Linked DNA regions of Mus musculus: all the other regions are linked to region 1. Evidence: chromatin contacts called from public HiChIP or PLAC-seq and promoter capture Hi-C data. All regions are on one chromosome and are shown on one strand. The core of a region is the stretch at or near the end of the contact, and the rest is flanking DNA. Distances in the headings are between cores, read along the strand shown.

Region 1 (4,240 bases), core at 442-2,941:
CTGGGGCGGAGCTGGAGAGAGGGCTCAGTGGTTAAAGGTGCTGGCTAGAGGACCTGGGTTTGATTACCAGCACTCACATGACAGTGCATGACCACACAGGTAACCCCAGTCCCAGGGCATCTGATTCCCTTTCTGTCTTCAGAGGCACCAGGCACACAGTGATGCACAGACATCCATGCAGGCGAAGCGCCAACGCCCATGAAGTAAAACAGAAAAGCCAGGCAAGCCAGTGCCGGGGAGACGGCGATAGATGGATCTCGTGATTCACTGGCCAGCCCAGGTTAGCCTAACCGAGGACCTTCAGGACCATGGGAAGCCCCACTTCAAAAGCCAAAGTCAAAGGACACCAAGGAAATGATGGTGGGCGGGCAGGGAGGCCAAACTCTGGCACCTGGGCATGCACCAAAATACACAAAAGGTTTCGTCAAAGGTGTAAAAGGTTGCTTGAGGAAAGGGAAGATGTGACATGTCAACTCCCTCTCCTGAAAACAGCTGGACAGGAACAAAACAAAGCAAGCTCACCGGTGTGCTGGTGTATCCCTACAATCCTAGCGTCGGGGATACAGAGGAAAGGGAACTACGAATTCAAGATCACCATGGGCTACTTGGTGACCCTAAGAATTCAAAGCAAAACGGAAATAGGGGAACACGGTAGGGATTTGAACGACAGACAGAAGGTCCTCATGATCCAGCCTGGGTGGATGTCTAGGCCTATGAATTCTGTCTTAAACCATGAGAGCGAGCTGCGTACACTGCCATTCTAGTCAACCCACCAGGTTAGCAACACAATTTCCTTAGATCCCCCCCCCCCCCATCCTAATCTACTCTCTGGAACCAGTTTGGAAGTTAACAGTAGCTCTTCCACACTCACAGGAGCACCATTCGTCCAGACAGCTAGCTAACTTTCTACTTTTCTGAAAGAGGAGCTACGAAACTTCCAAATCCTCACCCTGACTTCAAATACCCGCCGCCCAAACCTGCCGACTGCGATTAACTCGGTCACTCGCCTCCCGGTATGTGCGCTTAGAGCATTTCCCACGCTCTCAGGTTTCTGTCAAACAGCTCACTTCTGGCGGGCAGGCCACAGAACTCAGTCCCCGGGAGGGTCCAAGCCCGGCCCTCGCAGAGCTTTTACCCCGGGAGGTCTGGGCGGCGGCGGTCTTGGCTGCCGCGGGGGGCTGCGAGGTGGGAGATCGGCCCTTCACGGGGAGCGGCACCGCAGCGGTGCCCCCAGCGGCATCCCCCCTCGCCCTTCCCGGCTAGGTCTGACCCGGGCAGCCGGTGAAGGGGCCGGCGGAGGCGGCGGCAGCTACTGGCCGCGGCGGCCGCTCCCGGGTCTCGGCCCGGCCGGACGCGCCGCCGCCTGACCTCACAATGGGCGCGCGGCGGGCGCGGGCCTGCGCAGCGAGGGCGGCGGAGCGCCCGAGGCCGGGAGAACGGAGCTCGCGCCCTCGCCCCACGCTCACCTGGGCCGCACGCGCCATCGCGCCCCGCCACCTACACTTCCGCAGCGTTGTCGCCGTCCTCGCAGAGCGGGCCCGTCAGCAGTGAGCCCGGGGAAAACTTGTCCTCTCCTCGTCCCGCGCGGGCCCCGCCGCCCGGCGTCCGTCCCAGGGAATGCGCACGGTCGGCCTCGCCGCGCGTCGGCTCGGGCTTTGCGACGCCGCCGTAACGCCAACCTTTCCACTGTCGCGATCCTGCCGTACGCGCGGGCCATGGCGGCTTTGCGGCCCGGAAGCAGAGCGCTTCGCCGGCTTCTCTGCCGGTCCTTCTCCGGCGGCGGCGGCGTTAGGTTGGCCCGTGAGCGCCCTACGGATCACAGGGATGCGGCGTCCAGCCGGGTAAGCGGGACGCCGGGGGCGCTGGCAGGGAGGAAGGCCGCCGAGCAAACCCACGCCGCCTGCACCTCTCCGACGGACTGATGATCACTGCCCGGGATCCGCTGTGGAGAGCGCGAGCCTTGCTTATCCCCGAGTTAATTCCCATTTGTATTAACACAGCTCTTGAAGGGTGTTCTTTCTCATTTTCGCATCGTTAAGATTAGTGTTCGACTTAAAGCCGTGGCTGACTTCATCATCCCACTTCTGTAGACTTCGCATTGTTTGTAAACGTGCACGCGATGTCAGAGATCCACAGTGCAGGTCTGCAGCAAGAATGGGCGTGAAGCCTTTTTCAAAAAAACAATTGCTGGGCTGGAGAGATGGTTCAGCTGTTAGGAACACCGAAGACAGTAACAATGCACTCACATATATAAAACTAAATAAAGCTTTTTTTTTTTAGTCAGTTGCACTTCTTTTTTTTTTTTTTTTAAGATTTATTTATTTATTATATGTAAGTACACTGTAGCTGCCTTCAGACACTCCAGAAAAGGGAGTTCACATCTCGTTACGGATGGCTGTGAACTACCATGTGGTTGCTGGGATTTGAACTCTGGACCTTCCAAAGAGCAGTCAGGTGCCCTTACCCACTGAGCCATCTCACCAGCCCTCAGTTGCACTTCTTTGCAACAGAATGCTTTGCTTAAGGAAGGCCTAGGTTGCCAGGCGTGGTGGCCCACGCCTTAATCCCAGCACTCGGGAGGCAGAGGCAGGCAGATTTCTGAGTTTGAGGCTAGCCTGGTCTACAGAGTGAGTTCCAGGACAGGGCTACACAGAGAAACCCTGTCTCGGGAAAAAAAAAAAAAGGCCTAGGTTTAGAGTCTATCAGTCATATGAAAACGCTAAGGCTGGAGGTAAAACATTAATCAGTGGCTACTAACACTTCAATGACCACTAAGCTAGTGATAGAGACTAGAGAGCTTGGTTTAAGCAATAATGAAGAGAGGGAAGGAGGGATGAGGAGAGAGAAGAGAGATGGAGAAAATTAAGAATTGCAAAATGTGCTTGCTGTGAAAATTTTCATCTCTGCTATGCTGTGTCTCCTTGCACACTTTTAGCTTTGAAGTTCTGACTACTCCAGTTTAGATTTGTTGCCTTAGGACCCTGGCCTCTGGCTCAGTTTCCTGGCACAAGAAAAAAAACAAGCCTTCACTTCTGTCTTTAGAAAATATAACTCTAGTCCTTGGGCAGAAAAGATGAAACAGGTGCCTGAACATGCTTTGGGAGGGGAAAATTTAACTCACCCAGCAGCTTTCTCGTGGTCAGAGTTTGCCTTAACATTCATTTTTACTTTTTTAAAAATTGCAATGATTTTGTGTGATATGCCTGCGGCAGAGTTGAGAGGACAGCTTTCTGGAGAGCCTTTATCCCTTCCATGGTTGGTGCCAGGGGTGGAACTCAGGCTTTCTTATGAAACGCTTTCCCCTCTGAGCCATCTTGCCTGACCTTCGTTTCTGGTGAACTAATGCTGGAGAAGGCTAAGAAGCCCGCAGTCTTGGAAGAGTCTTGCTGGAGGCCTGGCGGCACCGCCTTCAACTGGAAAGGCAAGCTGGTCAGCATTGCAGCTTCAGGGGGGTCAGGGTTACACACACGATGAGACCCTCTCTCAAAACAAGGTACCTGGGGTCTGGATCCTCAGGGTAAACCCTTCAGCCTTTTGGAGTCTCAGGGCAAGCCTGTGCTGCTCAACTCTTGGAGAGTCGAAGAGGGAATGACTGTGGCTAGGGGGCCTGACTACCAGCCAGAGCTTGCCTAATTCTGTACTCCCTGTGCTATGGTTTTTAGGATCTAAATGACCTATTATGGTAAATATTGGGAGGCACAAAAGAAAACAGTTCTGCCTCAGGGCTGTTTCCTCTGTGTTGCTACTTTGTTTCCTGAGTTATTAAATGGCTGTAAGACGGATTGCTGTATTGCAAAGAAACTTTGTAAATAGCACGTCTTAAAGGTAACTTTGTGCTTCAAGGGAGAGACAGAGCAGATCTCTGAGTTTGAGGCCAGCCTCATCTGGCTACACAGAGAAACTCTATCTTGAAAACCAAACCAAACAAAGAAGTAAAAACTTAAAAAGAACATTGCAAACTATTTCTTCTTCAATAAAATAAATCCTCTACTAGTTAACTGTGCACATTTTTCTTTATCTCTCCAGTCTTGCTTTAAGAAGACCCACTTTTCAAACCTTCATAACTTCATTTCTGGTCTCTTTGTACTTATTGCTCTCCCCCCCCCCACCTTTTTTTTTTTTTTTTTTTGTCTTTGGCGAATCATGCTGGGGGTTAGTCTTGGACTTTGTGTATAGCCGAGGATGACCTTGAATCTCTCCTCTGCCTCCCCCACCCCCTCCAGGACTGAGTCACAGCGAC
Region 2 (4,513 bases), core at 767-3,266, 1.0 Mb after region 1:
AGAAACCAAGCTAAGACATCAAAAGTCTTTCAAGCCTGCGGTTATGTTTAGCAGGTTACTTGGTGGAAATGGTAGGTCCGCACTGGTGGGGGTTCCTTACTTGGTCTGTGTGTTCTTAGTTTGAACTAAAGGAAGCCTCTCTGCTCAGTGGCCTTAAGTGTCACCCTTACTCGATGAAGACTGAAGCTACTACTAGATCTGCTTTCTGATCCCAATGCTACTGCTCAAGTCACTCAAGCGAGCTTGACCCCTCCTCCCCTTCCAGGAAGCAGCAGCCCACTCCAACCCTGCCCTCATGTCTAAGGATACCGACCCCATGACAGTGCACAGCTGGCAGGGGCCTCAGTCAGAACCCAGGACACCATTCCTTCATCTCCCGTCCTTCACCTTGGAAGGAGCCACAACCCAGGTAAAAGTCTCAAATAGAAAAAAAAAATAATAACGTTTATAAGCATCCATTACTAAGGAGTGAGCAAGGGGTAGCTAAGCTAAGACAGCGAAGCCGCTGGGGAAAGGGCTGTTTACAGAGCCAAGAGAATGGGAGAGCCCGGCTCGGGAGTTGGGACTCAGAAACAGGACAGTCTCAGTCTACTAGGAAGAAACTGCAAAATCCCCATACAGCTCCCGGAAGCTGAGACCGGGGCTAACAACCCTGGCAAGGACAAATGGGCTAGGAAGACAGGAACGTACCCAGCCCTCCTCTTTCCAGTACCTGACAAGTCTCCTCTGCCTCCATCTCTTCCAGTTCCTGGCCTCTCCCTGGAGTCCTGGCCTCCCCCTCAAAGTACTCCCGTTTGCCCACAAAGACATCTAGAGCTCTCTCCAAGGCCTTCATCTCATCAGGTCTCAGCTGGCACAAACTTCCTGAGCCCCACTGTCCTTGGGATGACATCCAAAATTGGTCACGAGGCTACAGGTTCCTCCTCTGTCCATACCGCAAGCCAGGCTCCCCCATTTGGGCCTGTACTATAAGCTCGCACAGCCAGGCCCAACAACCTAGCACATTCTCATGCAGTTTTTCCTATCTGTCTCCTCTTGGCGGGCTTGCCTCTACTCTCGAGTTGTGTAGAACCCCTTCCACCTCCTTCTACAGGGCAGGGATGGGCAACTGTGCCCGCTGGCTTTGGAGCCTGGGCGGGGTGGATTGGGTTCACGAAGCTCCTGTACCAGCAGGATAAAGCGCACATTCCTAGGCCTGGAGTTCTGCTCTGCATTCCACTTCCGCCAAGGCCCTCACTAGTACCCTTCAACGGGAATGCAGGAATGCACTCTGAACAGTACTTTCTCCACCACTCTGCAAAGCCGCTCCGCCCCACGCTAATCCTTTCCCCCTTGGCACTAGAGGGACACCTGATACCTCCATTGTTGCACCAGGCACCAGCCAGCGGCCGGTGAGAACTTACCTCAGGAACTGGGAGAGCCTCCGGAGTTCCCCGCCCCTCCCCGTCCAGCCCACTGTGACATCCAGGTACGTTGGTGTCTTTGCCCACCATCCTGTCCCGAGCCCGTGGCCTATCCTGCAACGTCGAGGGCGCAGGAGGAAGAGACCCAGCTGGACGCACAGGCCTCTGGGATCCATCCTACTTCCTTCGCCCTGCACCCCTCCACTGGGCTGAAAGGCCAAAGGTTGGGGCTGGGAGAGCGGCTGGAGCTCGGGCTTCTGGAATGTGGTTAAATGTTAACTATTCGGCTCTGGGACAGGACGCTGGGCAGCCGTACGCCCTTTCTCGCAACCCTGGGATAGCCAGCGCCAGAGAGAAGGGGGTCTGAATGCACAGGGTGGCGGAGATGCGCCGCCCCAGGCTGGGCCGGGGACAAAGGTGATCGCCCGTTCCTGGTTGCCCGATCCGGTGCGCCGGGACGGGTGGACGGAACGGGAGGGGCCGCGCGTAACCTCTGGGGCGGCGCTGCGGAGTCCAGCTCACCTGCTGAGGCTGGCCCGCCCTAACCTGGTTTCCGGGGGGCGGGGCGTCGCGGGGCGGGGCATCACGGGGGCGGGGCGCGCCGGGGCGGAGCGTGTCGCGGCAGACGTCAGGGGACCCGCCGCGCGAGGCCGCGGTCCGGCGCTCTGCCCGTGGGCTCGGCCGGGGCTGCCGCCAGCGTGCGGGCCGCGCCGGGCATGTCCTAGGCGGCGGCCCCGCCCAGCGCTCGGCCGGGCGGGCAGAGGGCCGGGCTGGGCCGGGCAGCGTCCGGGCGGGCGAGCCGCGGGCCTGGCGGGAGCACAGGTAGGACGCAGGAGGGGCCGCGCCAGCCCTGCGCCCACGGCGGCAGGGCCTCCAGCAGGGCACCTGCGTGCCTCCAGGCCACACCGGGGCGGGCGGGGCTGGACAAAAGCGGCGGTGAGGAAGGGGCTGGGCGAGGGCCCGGCACACCTGGCCCGGCCAGCGCTTGCCGATGCTGCCCATGTCTGCGCGCGCCCGGGAGGGGCCTCCTGGCACCGGCGACAAGGCCTGGCCCCGCGCATGTCTACGCGGCCTGCCGAGCTGGTAGACCTGGGCGCCCGGTCCCCGCCCGGGCAGGGCCAGCGCTGATTCAGGATACAACGCCGCTCCCTCCCCCTCTGGGCCTGGCGCGCCTGCCCGCCTCCCGGCCTCCTCCCGGGTGCCCGGTCCCCCCTCCTTCTGCGGTCCCTCCCTCCGTCTTCCTTCTCTTCTCTCCTTTCCCTTTAGCCGCCACCGTCTCCCTGCTTTCTCTGCCTCTGGGCTGTCCGCGGCCAGGAGGGGACCTCCTCCTGTCTGCTCCTTTCAGCCACGGGGCTGCTCCCTGCCTCCCACTGTCTCTCAGCATCTGCATCGCCACCTCCTCCTTCACCTTCGGGTGGTGGCTCTTCTGCTTGGCGCGGCTGAGGGGACAAGTTTGGGGTGTTTATTATTCTCCCTCCTAGCAACGATGGCCGGGCTAAGCCTAGCCCCAAACCTCCTACAGCAAGCCCTGGCTCAGAAGCCTTTCCAAGTTGGACTGGCGGTGGCAGTGGTCACCCCATGACCAGGCTCTGGGGGTTGGCCTCCCTCTCCTCTAAGGGTGTCCCCGTGCCTGCTGTCCACAGTGAGATGATGGCAGGCAGGTGATGTCAGAGTAGGAGACATCCAGGCTGGGTGGGGCTGGGAGGCTCAGTGACGCCCTGGGTCTGGGGCCTGGGGGGGGGGGGGGCTCCCTCCACAGCCCTGACACCTTTGCCAGTAGGATTGGGTCTTTCTGAGAGTTGGGGCTATGGATACCCAGTGAGGTCCTAGAGGCTGCAAGGGCATTGAAATCTTGCCCCTTTAGCCCTTGCCTCTCAAGCTGGGCCCTAAGGAAAGGGGACCTCAGAGCAGGGTATGGGTATGTTCCTGACCACCTGGAGCTGTTTTCTGGGGAGGCAGGTTTCTTTTCTCCATCTTCCTCCTGCTTCCTGAAGGAGTGCTGTGGGCCTTCACAGATGGACAGAGCCCTGTGTTCTTGCCTGCTGCTTACCCCGAAGGGACCCGAGACCTGGGTGAGCAGCCCAGTGTTGACGTCTCTGGGCATGGCTCCTGGGAAATGCAGGACAGGGTTTGGTCCCTCAGATCACTAGTGTGACCTCTCCAGTGTGTGTGTGTTGTGTGAGTTGACACTTCCAGAGAGATGACTTGTGTGGTCGATCCTGCTTCCACCTGACCAGCCCTGTGGGGGCCCGGAGTCTTTCCGTATTCTCTGCCCCTCATCCAGCTTCCAACTTCTGCACGCTGTGGTCCTGCCTTCACCTCTGCCTCCTCTGCCCCACACTGCTCCCTTTCTTACCTGTGACGAGTCTTCCACTTGACTCTTAGTTATTCCTTCTATTGCTTTCTCCTTTCACTTTCTTGTGTGTGTGTGTGTGTGTGCATGTGTGCACGCGCTGTTTTAAAGTACAAGGGTTCAAATCCAGGTGGCAACCACCTGGAAAGTGCCAATGCTCAGACACTCTAGTTGTTCTTCACAGTATAACTAGACTGTGAGTCACCAGGACTCAGGAGCTCTAGACTGCCCCCTCTTGGACAGTTTGCCTACACAGAGCCACTGTCTAGGCCCAAGCTTGGATTCATGCTTTGCTCTTGAAGCTAATTCCTGTGTTTGAACAAGGCTTGGATTTTTGTGTTGTACTGGGCTCTATAGGGATGGAGTCAGACCTGTGCTCCGAAGACTTCTGTCTTTCCCCAGGATTTGCAGAGTGGCTTGCTGTGGGAAGCAGACCTTCTAGTAAGGGTGTATATCCCGGAGCCCTCTGTAGGCCATGCTGGGTACTACCTGGGACTGTTTCTCATAGTTCACATGGACATGTGGGTCTGCACTTGGTTAGCACGGCCAGAGTCACATAGAGAGAAAAGGTATGTAGAGCCTGGAACACAAAGGAGATTCTGAGGCTGTGGCCATGGGTCTTTAAAGGAGCAGGTCTGTGCTGGCCTTGTGCATATCCAGGGGACCAAAGTCCAGGCTGGGGAGCTCCAGTGTTGACCCTCTCCCCACAGGACCAGGCAGGCCTCCTCGGTGCCAAGATGAGCGTCACATCTTGGTT
Region 3 (4,429 bases), core at 574-3,073, 1.0 Mb before region 1:
GAGAAAAGAAAAAAAAGAATCTTGGGGTTAGCCCCACAGCTGCAAGCTGGGTGGATCACCTCAGTCACTGGGGATTCATTTAAGCATTGGACACCTTCCTGAGAAAAGAGGGAGAGGAGAGTTGCTGGAGGGGTGGCGCAGGGGTGAGGAGTGGCTGCTCTCCCCGAGGACCCAGGTTCAATTCCCAGCACCCACAGGGCAGCTCACAACCATCTGTCCAGTTCCCATCTGACTCCCTCTTCTAGCCTCAGCAGGCACTGCACTCACATGATACACAGACAGACAGACAGACAGACAGACAGACAGACACTCAGACTTAAACAAAAAATAAAATAAAACAAAACAAAAAACCCTTCCTTGACAAATTTTTCTAGTGAATCTTTTTTTCAGGGAGCACAGATTATTATAACACCTCAGTAAAGAGCTACTAACTAGCGAACAAACTCAATGCAAACGATAAAAATGAGATGTCTGTCAACAAGGCAGCCGCAGGAACAGGCTGCGAGTGTTCCCAGGGGCCCCTCCCTTCTTGAGGAGGGCAGAGGGCAGCTGTTGCTTAGCCTGGTGATGTCATCTTTCACCCCCACCCCACCCCCAAACCCTGTCACAACCCCTGGGGCTGTGTCCAGAAAGACAAGCTGGAAACCTGGCTGCAGTCCCAGAAAGTGGGAGTGAATCTCGGGGCGCAATCTCCTGGGAGAAAGGTGGGCTTAGCCCAAAGAGGGATCAGAGCTCACATAGAGTGGCTTCCTCCGGCTGGAGAGATGGCCCAGTGGATAAGAGCACTGGCTGCTCTTCCAGGGGTCCTGAGTTCAATTCCCATGGTGGCTCACAACCATCTGTAATGGGATCTGATGCCCTCTTCTGCTGTGTCTGAAGACAGCTACAGTGTACTCATATAAATGAAAATAAATAAATCTTAAAAATAAAAATAAAAATGGCTTCCTCGCAGAGGAACTCAGCAAGTGCAAGGCAGACTTTGGTAAGGCTGCAAATGGGGCTTCAGTTCTGATTCCAAGTCAGTTTTGTCTAGAGGAAACTTCAAGTAAAAATAGTATTTTATTTTAGACTCCCCACCCCCACCCTGCCATGGCTTTGCATGTAGATGCTAATCCATCACGTTAATTCCAAGGTGCCCCAGAATTCTCCTATGGGTTCAAGGGGGAGGAGAGGGGTGCTCAGCTCTGGGCAGAGCCCCTGCTCTCTCAAAGCTGCTCAGCATTATGCATCGCCTGGCCCTTCTCAAACCCCAGTCTTCATGCTCAGGGCAAATGAGGAACCAACCCCTGTCATCTACCCACTTCACAACGAGGTTCCCTGAAACAGCAGAGCCCTGGAGAAGGCAGGAGGGCAGGGATACCTACTCCAAGGGGGTCACATCTTCATTGTCAAAGAATGACCTCCTCTTATCAGGGACCTTACACACACACACACACACACACACACACACACACACACACACACCCTATCCTGTCCTTTACAAGTGCCCTGTGGGGACAGTGGCTTCGGAGGTACATACCTGGTGGAACACATGTGACCACATCTGTTCAGAGATCCAAACCAGACCACACTTATTCTGTCCCCAAGAAAGTCGGCTCAAATTTAGGTGGTATAAATGACGAGGAGCCCCTAACAGTAGCTGGAGAGGGGCCACTGAGTTAGGGCTCTGTGAACCTGGTGAGGCAGCTAGAGCAATCCTGGGGCTAATGGTTATTTAAAGCTCATTGGCTCCAGGCTTCTGGTTTGGAGGACAAGGACTGCCATTCTAGACTTACCTCCTGGGTAGCATGTTCATTTTGGTCCCCAGGGAATCACTTGTGAGACAAGAAGGGAGGAGGCAGGTATCCTGTGCTTTAGGCCTGCATGATGTCACAGGTATCTCCATGGCAACCCAGTGTGACTGCTCCTGGGGCTGTGACTGGGAAGAGATCCACGTGTGCACTCCGGACCATAGGCCCTAAACCACAGTTCCCAGTTCCCCCCCTCAGTTCCCTGTGCCCCGAGTTCTGCTGCCTGCCTGCTTCACACAGCATGGGTAGTTGTCCCTATCCTGTGCATACAGGCCTGATCCTCAACAGCCACGGGGCTCCTCAAAGCCTTTCCTTCCTTGGGTGCAAGGCACTCTGCTGGGGTGCACTTAAGACCAGAGAGGCCACCAAGACTTCGAGGACTGTCTTGTGCCTTAGGATAGCTTCCAAATTCTCATTCTGGCCACACAGCCGGTTTTGTCCCACCCTGCCACCTAGTTCCTCTTATAGTCAGGTCACTAGGCCATCTCCCCTTCCAGTTGCCCACAGCTCTTCCTTCTGTGGGACACTAGGGTTAAAGGAGCCAAGCCGTCCCCTCTGCCATCTGTGCAGAGCTGTTTGCGTGTCATTATCTGGTTCCTCTTCTGCCATTCCCTAGCTGCCCTGGGGACTTTGAATCCCAATTTCTGAGCCAACTTGAACTCCCAAGACCCTCAAGCTATGGATGAGAAAGAGCGTCCCTTGGTCACCTGTGCCTTTAAAGGTGGTTCCCAGTCCCTGTGTATGCATGAGGACAGAGAAGCATTAAGGAAAAGGGAACAAGATGAGGGAATAATTCAGTAACAGGCAATGGGTTGGGAGCCTGGGGGAGTTTCTTGTCTCACTGACCCTTTGGTACCTCCGAAATACACAAATGGAAAGCCACACAGAGAAATCGTGCACACGTGGAGCCCAGTGCAAGACTCAAGGAAGGAAGCCATGTGTGGTGGCCATCCCAGGCAGGACTCAGAAGGTAGAGGCAGGAAGAGTCAAGGCCATCCTTGGCTACTTGGTAAGTTCAAGGCCAGCCTGGGCTACATGAGACCCCATCTCCACAACAAACACCTAAGGAAGTAAGAGTGGATTATTAAGGGACATAAAAGATCCCTTGAGAAACTGTATCTCTAAGCAAGAAGCTGGGACACCTGCAGCCAGTCATACCCAATCTGAGAGCCAAGACCAGCTGCAGACCAGCTGCAGTGGGCAGACACCCCTCAGGCCACATTCCAACATACTCAGAGGGCACAACCTACTGGTATTGGGTATTCTTTCTGTTTTTCCTTTATCCTTTTTTTTTTTTTTTTTTTTTTTTTTAAAGATTTATTTATTGATTATTGTAAGTACACTGTAGCTGTCTTCAGACACTCCAGAAGAGGGAGTCAGATCTCATTACGGATGGTTGTGAGCCACCATGTGGTTGCTGGGATTTGAACTCTGGACCTTCGGAAGAGCAGTCGGGTGCTCTTACCCACTGAGCCATCTCGCCAGCCCCTTTTTTTTTTTTTAAGACTAGTCTTTCAAAAGTTATTTTAAGTGTTATGAGTGTCTTGCCCATGTGCCTGCCACTGGATGCCAGAAGAGGGTGTCAGATTCTCTGCAAGTGGGGTAAGATGGTTATAAGCCACCAGATGGATGCTGGGTACTGAACCTGTGTCTTCTGCAAGAACAGCACGTGGTCCTAACTGCTCAGCCATCTCTCCAGCCCTGTCTTTTATTCTTTTTATGCTAGAAATCTATGGCCCAGGACTGCAGAGGAAAGGCGGAAGAGTGCTTCAACCCTGGATACCTCAGATGAGGATAGCAGGAGTTAGTTACACACACACACACACACACACACACACACACACACACACACGCTTCCAACCTGACACCATGAAGCCAGCTGTCCCACCATCAACCCTAGTAGGAATTTAGTACTTTTGTTTGACCCTATAAGGCTCCCTCCTCCCCTGAGTCTTCCAACACTCCTTCCCTGGCCAATGATAATTGGCAGTCACACCAACCTTGTCCCAGTAACCCTGGCACCTCCCGGGGGCATAAATACCCCTCTCCCCACACCAATAAACCCAAAGCTGTTCCTGTGTTGTGTGTGTGTCCCTTGCCCTTGAACTCACCACTGACCCAAAAATTCTACCTGCACTCACTCGCCCCAGCTAATCTCTCCCTCCAGTCCAGGCGGGTGAGTGAGGGGCCTGACACTCCCAGAGTGGGAGAAGCAGATATGGGACGGGACGGCAGAGATCCAATTAGCACCTTACAAAGGCCACACACAAGCTCTACCGTTGAGTGGCACACCTGGCTGCCTTACACATCCCTTCTCTTTTTTCTGCATCTTTCATTTATTCTTTGACAACTGCGTCTGTGTATACAACACATTTTGATCTTATCCACTTCGACTCTTCCCTCCTGATGTCCCTCAACATGTCCCCCTCCCGCTCTTGTGACTTCGTCTTTGGCAACCCACCGAGTTTACCTAGTATTGCTGGCTGGAACATTAGCTGGCCTTCTTGGCTTGGTTGTCTAGGCTTTGTGCAGTCACGGGAGCTGTCCATACATGCGATTCTCTGTACTATGCAGAAGACAGTATTTCCCAGGACTCCCATTCTGCAGATCTTGTGTTCTTTTTGGTCCCTCTTCCCTAT

What was found. Promoter capture Hi-C pulls out the DNA fragments that hold promoters and counts their contacts. HiChIP or PLAC-seq counts read pairs in DNA pulled down with a chosen protein or histone mark.
Region 2: a contact with region 1 is called in a promoter capture Hi-C map of cranial neural crest. The contact joins the promoter of Cep170b here to the promoter of Coa8 in region 1. A contact is called at or near these places in 2 of 39 promoter capture datasets (cranial neural crest and pre-B cells) and 1 of 115 datasets of contacts at active chromatin or transcription factors (pancreatic cancer cells).
Region 3: a contact with region 1 is called in an H3K27ac HiChIP or PLAC-seq map of microglia, with 4 times the contacts expected there. The contact joins the promoter of 1700001K19Rik here to the promoter of Coa8 in region 1. A contact is called at or near these places in 1 of 39 promoter capture datasets (liver), 1 of 115 datasets of contacts at active chromatin or transcription factors (microglia) and 1 of 9 other capture datasets (adipose tissue).

What each region holds. Positions count from the first base shown.
Region 1 is chr12:111,711,578-111,715,817 of GRCm38.p6, forward strand. It overlaps Coa8 (cytochrome c oxidase assembly factor 8), which reads left to right and starts at 1,692. Exons shown (of 5, transcript NM_026511.2): 1 at 1,692-1,841. The coding sequence starts at 1,716. It overlaps Bag5 (BCL2-associated athanogene 5), which reads right to left and starts at 1,679. Exons shown (of 2, transcript NM_027404.2): 1 at 1,467-1,679.
Region 2 is chr12:112,720,158-112,724,670 of GRCm38.p6, forward strand. It overlaps Cep170b (centrosomal protein 170B), which reads left to right and starts at 2,017. Exons shown (of 19, transcript NM_001024602.3): 1 at 2,017-2,225; 2 at 4,467-4,513. The coding sequence starts at 4,494. Gm46382 (proline-rich extensin-like protein EPR1) reads right to left here and starts at 2,009. Exons shown (of 2, transcript XM_017315329.2): 1 at 1,404-2,009.
Region 3 is chr12:110,680,796-110,685,224 of GRCm38.p6, forward strand. 1700001K19Rik (RIKEN cDNA 1700001K19 gene) reads right to left here and starts at 1,824. Exons shown (of 6, transcript NM_025488.2): 1 at 1,776-1,824.